Regions from separate parts of the Mus musculus genome. Here region 2 is linked to region 1. The links are chromatin contacts, called in public promoter capture Hi-C maps. All regions are on one chromosome and are shown on one strand. Each heading gives the region's core, a stretch centred on a gene start, on an enhancer-like site or on the middle of the called end of the contact. The rest is flanking DNA. Distances are from core to core; before and after follow the strand shown. Region 1 overlaps Chp1 (calcineurin-like EF hand protein 1). Region 2 has its middle 21 kb from the start of Mga.

Region 1 (2,818 bases), core at 302-2,801:
AAGGTCCCGAGTTCAAATCCCAGCAACCACTTGGTGGCTCCCAACCATCTGTAATGGGATCAGATGCCACCTTCTGGTGTGTCTGAAGATAGCAACAATGTACTCACATAATACATACATACATACATGAATAAATAAATTTTAAAAATGAAGTGTAGGCATAACTAAGAATGTATTAGGCTAGGAATACAACTCAGTGGTAGAGCTCTGCTTCACATGCATGACGATCTGAATTCATTTTACACACACACACACACACACACACACACGCACGCACGCACGCACGCACGCGCACACACACATACATACACAGCTTTAAAAACACAAAACAGCTAGGCGTGGTGGCACACGCCTTTAATCCCAGCACTCGAGAGGCAGGGGCAGGTAGATTTCTGAGTTCCAGGCCACCCTGGTCTACAGAGTGAGTTCCAGGATAGCCAGGGCTATACAGAGAACCCCTGTCTCGAAAGAAAAGAAAACAAAACAAAACAATAATAATTTCCGGGCGTGGTGACGAAAGCCTTTAGTCCCAGCACTCGGGAGGCAGAGGCAGGCGGACAGAAGAGTTCAAGGCCAGCCTGGTCTACAGAGTGAGTTCCAGGACAGCCAGGGCTACACAGAGAAACCCTGTCTTGAAAAACCAAAACAAACAAACAAAACAAAACAAAAAAACCAGTAAGACTTGAAGAACTTCTTTTAGTCCTGGGGTAAAGGCACAGGTTAGTTGAAGGAAGAGCACCTGTTTAAGAGTATGAGCGAGACTCTGTCTGATCCCTAGCAGATCTCTCTCACTCCCCACCCCCAATAAAGTTAAAAGAGAGAGGGAAAAACAAAAACAAAACCTCAAGCCTATTAATTAATTTGGCTCTTCAGACTGGAATTTCTGAGCAAGTAACTTAATGCTGAACTAAATGGTGTGGCACATCAAACAATTCTGTTTTTAACGTCTAGTCTCCTTCTGCACCAAGCACCCACAGCATCACCTCCTCATTAGGACTTAACTGGGTGACACCAGGAATCAATTTGTTTGATGTAACAAAGTAACCATGCTGTGACCTCTACAAGAGAACCTAGTGGTCTGGATTAGCACAGTCAACTCCAGCACGGTAACTGCTAGAAGCAGTTTATAATTGCAGATGTACAAAACAAGCCTGAAAGTGGGAAAGGCACTTCTGGGGAACAGTTTAGTCTCCTGGCAGATTAGAGGCAAGAGGAAAACACAGAGTAACCACAGTAGAAAATATGACAGCCCCACAGCGGGGAACAAGTCCAAAGTGACTCAGCCGCACCTGTGAGGCGGTGAAGATTAAGGAAGTGTGGATCTGAAGGTTGTCTTCCCCTAGCTCAAGCAACACAACATACCTGCTGTATGAGGAAGGGGAAACAAAGTAAACAAGGCAGGAAGTAAAACAGGAAGTGAACGGTGGGGCAGGGAGGACGCACTAGGGCAGCTGTGATCTGGCACTAGGTTCATCCATGAAAGGGGCTCTAATAACTAAACAGAGCCTGGGAGGCACAACTCCTCCCATCTAGGCAGAACAAACAGGAGTTTGGCTGCTAAAGGCCGCAGGTGGAGACTGCTGCCAGCCACACAGGTACACACAGCTTTGCAAAGAATAGACACTTGTGATGGCCAGGTAGCCAGAGTCTGGACCAAGGGGCTAAGTCAATGGGACTGTGAGGAGTGGAAGGAAAATGCTCAGCAAAGAGTCTGCGCTGGGAAAGCACACCAAGTTAACTATCATCACCACCTCATCCCTACACAGGAGCCTGGGGGACAGCTTACACTACCATAATAACTGCTCACAACCTTCTTGGCGGGCCAGTCACAGCTACTTTCTTTAGGAATCTGACCAATTTATCCCAGCCTGGCATCCGGCCTCCAAAGGTACTTTTGTAATGAATTCCTTAGTTGAGCAAAATTAAGTCAGTTAAAGAATAACTACATTTCCCAAAAAGTCTTGAAAAAGAAATCTGTGTTTTCCATCTCAACATTGTTTCTTTTCATTTCTTTAATAGACCACCTAGTATCATTCATTTGTGAACTTTAGATCCAACAGCTTGATTTTCTCTTTTTAATTTTTAAAAATAATTTGTTTTTATATACATTGGTGTTTTGCCTGCACGTATGTCTGTATGAGGGTGTCTGATCCCCTGGAACAGGAGTTACAGACGATTTTAAGCTGCTGTGGGATGCTGGGAATTGAACCTGGATTCTCTGGAAGAGCAGCCACTATAGTTAATTGCTGAGCCAGCTTAATTTTCAATTAAGTAATTCAGTCTTTTAACTATCAAGTAATTCATTTCATATTGGTGCGAAGTACTTCTAAAATATTTTAAAATATATTTATTTTTATTGTGTTTCTGTGTCTGTGCAAGTGATTGCTGGTACCCTCAGAAGCCAGAGGTATTGAATTCCCCAGGTACTGGAGCTACAGGCAGTTGTGAGCTGCCTAACATGGGTGCTAGGAACCAAACTCAGGCCTCCTGGCAGAGCAGGATGCATTCAGCCACTGAGCCACCTTTTGAATCCTGGTTTTGAGTATTTTATGGTAGTCTCTCTGTATGTATGTATGGTATTGTATAGTGTATGTGAGAATGCTTGAACCCATGCACACATGCAGAAGCCAGAGTGGGACTTGAGGTGTCTTCCTCTATCACCCTCCAACTGCCTGCCTTGAAACTGAGCTTCTCACCAAACTGGACACTCACATTGTGGCTAGGCTGTCTGTCTGACTAGTAAGCAACAGGCGCCTGACCAGCTCCATGTCCCAGTGTTGAAGTGCTGACTAGCCGGCCTTCCTCTGCGCTGGCAATC
Region 2 (2,837 bases), core at 194-2,693, 320 kb before region 1:
GGTGGCACATGCCTTTAATCCCAGCACTTGGGTAGCAGAGGCAGGTGGATTTTCAAGGCCAGCCTGGTCTATAGAGTGAGTTCCAGGACAGCCAGGGCTACACAGAGAAACCCTGTCTCGAAAAACCAAAGTAAATAAATAAATAAACCAAAATAAGAAGAGGGGAGGGGAGGAAACAGCAAGAAGGAAGAAAGCAAAGGAGGAAGAAAGGAAGGAAGGAAAGAGAAGAGAAACTGGAGAGGAAGAGGAAGAACAGGAGGAAGAGGAAAAGGAGAGCAGCAGCAGCAGCATTATCTGGGATATGATCTCTGAACTCAGGAGTCTGAGGCAGAGACTGGAGTTCAAGGTTAGCCTAGGTTAAGTGTGATGTTAATTCATGCTTATAATCTCAGCAATCAGGAGCCACAGTTTTAATATTAAACTAGGTTAAAATGTGAAATCAATTTTAAATACTCCCCCATTTTATTTTAAAAATAAAACTAGTGACATGGCTTAGCGGGTAAAAGAACAAGGCAGACAACCTGAGTTCAATTCCTGAGACCCACATGGTAGAATGAGAAAATTAGCACACAAGTTGTGCTATATGTGCACCCACACACACAAATAAATAAATGTAATAAAAAAATTTTGAATAGGGCCATCAAGATAGTTCAGTGGGTAAAGGTCCTTCCCCCCTGGCCTGTCAGCCTGAGCTTGGGTCCCAAGACCCACATAGAAGGAAGAACCAACTCCTGAAAGTGTTCCTCTGACTTTCACATATGAACTGTTACATATGCACACACAAATATACACACACATACACACACTAAATGGATGAATGCATACACAATAAAAATAAGTGAAATAAAAATAAAAGAAAAATATTAGGTAAAGTGCTTGCTGCATGGCCAGAGAACCTGAATTCAATCCCCCAGAAATCATGTAAAAAAGCTGGGCACAGCAGCTCACATCTGTAACCCCAGTGCTGAGAGACAGACACAGAAGGATTCTCAGAGCTCACTGGCCATCCCTTCTAGACAAATCAATAAGATCAATGAGCTCCAGGTTCAGTAAGAGAGCATGTCTTTAAAAAAAAAAAAAAAAAGAGGGGCAATTGAAGAAAATATCCAATTTCAACCTCCAACTGCAACATAAACATGCCTACATACACACATAAACACATATACACACAATTAAAAGAACTAGGAGAATTCCAGGACAGCTAGACACACACAAAGAAACTCTGTCTCTAAAAACACAAATGTACATATGTCTACACACATACATAGATAATTTAAATATCTATACTAAACCCCAACTCTGTCTCATCAAAAAAAAAAAAACAAACAAACAAACAAACCAACAACAACAACTATCAGAGGACTGGAGAGATGATGGCTCAATAGTTAAGAGCACTGACTGGTTTGCCAAAAGTCCAGAGTTCAATTCCAAGCAACCACATGGTGGCTTACACAATCTGTAATGGAAACTGATGCCCTCTTCTGGTGTGTTTAAAGACAGTGACAACCTACTCATATGCATAAAATAAATAAATAAATCTTTTAAAAAAGAAAGAAAGAAAACTATCAGAGTCATCAAGAACTCTGAGAAACCATCAAGCAAGAGCTTAAGAAGACATAACTATAGCCTAGTATGATGGCATGTGCCTGAAATTCCAGTATTTAGAAGGCTAGGAAGATCAGGAGTTGAAGACAGGCTTCAGCTACCTAGCAAGTTTGAGATAAATTTAGATAGGTAAAAATAAAAATGGTAAACCACAGGAACGATAGTATAACTACAAAAAGTACTATGTTCTAGGTGCAAAGGCTTCAGTCCGTCTATTCTGGAGACCAAGGCAAAAGGATAGTAAATTCCAGGCCAATCTGGGCAACAAAGCAAAACTCTTTTCTCAAAATAAGTTGTTTTTGTTTTGTTTTTCTTTAATTTTTTTTAGATCTTTATTTATTTATACATATAAGTGCTCTATTTTCATGAAGAGAGCATCAGACAGAAGAGAGCATCAAATACCATTATAGACAGTTGTGAGCCACCATGTGGTTGCTGGGAATTGAACTCAGGACCTCTGGTGGAGCAGCCAGTGTTCTTAACCACTGGGCTATCTCTCCAGCCCCTCAAAGCAAGTTTTAAAGACATGATTTTTTTTTCCCCACCAATCTTTATGGTTCTGAGGAATTTTTTTAAGGGGGGGTTGTTTACATTTATTATCTATTGTGTGTTTCAATACATTGCATATATGTATATGCAATATAGTGTATATATTGTTTGTATATATGCTAATATATACATGTAGGTACATGCCACAATGCACATGTAAAGTCAGAGGACAATTAGAGAAAAGCTAGGTCTCTCCTTTTACCATGTGCCTTCCAGGGACTGAATTCAGACTGTCAGCTGTAGGGTAAATATCTTTACCCACTGAGACATCCTGCCTACCTTAAGAAAAACATTTGAGATCATTTGGTATCATCTATAGCTCAGTTTGGCCAAGACCAAGAAGCAATTCTGCTTCTGCTTTCCAAGTGCTGAGATTGCAGGAGAGTGCCGTCACACCTGCTGTCCACCCAGTCTTCTTCAAAGCAGTAATCTTGGGTTTTTTGAGACAAGACTCATTAAGCAGCCCATAGTAGCCTAAAATTCATCATTTACTGCTTTACCCTCCGAAATACTGGGATTACAAGTATACAGACCACTCGCTTGGCCCCAGAGTAATAATTTTCTAATTTTACCTTTTATATTCAAATAATTAATTCACCTGAACTTGATTCACCTGAATTTTAGTTTTTTTCCCCCAAATGATTAGCTAAATAGTCCAAAATGATTAAAGAACATTTCCCACA

The links. Capture Hi-C pulls out chosen DNA fragments and counts their contacts.
Region 2: a contact with region 1 is called in a promoter capture Hi-C map of liver. The contact joins two enhancer-like sites. A contact is called at or near these places in 1 of 39 promoter capture datasets (pre-B cells), 1 of 484 Hi-C or Micro-C datasets (CD8 T cells) and 1 of 9 other capture datasets (liver).

Annotation. Positions count from the first base shown.
Region 1 is chr2:119,557,669-119,560,486 of GRCm38.p6, reverse strand. All of the region lies in intron 1 of Chp1 (calcineurin-like EF hand protein 1), which reads right to left. Among named protein-coding and RNA genes, the nearest start is that of Chp1, 11 kb to the right of the region's middle. Within about 2 kb of position 1,551, at least 126 of the 459 cell types and tissues checked have an H3K27ac peak or open chromatin away from gene starts, as enhancers often do. A contact at or near this core is called in liver, where this site is marked.
Region 2 is chr2:119,874,762-119,877,598 of GRCm38.p6, reverse strand. It overlaps a transcript of Mga not described here. Among named protein-coding and RNA genes, the nearest start is that of Mga, 21 kb to the left of the region's middle. Within about 2 kb of position 1,443, at least 2 of the 459 cell types and tissues checked have an H3K27ac peak or open chromatin away from gene starts, as enhancers often do. A contact at or near this core is called in liver, where this site is marked.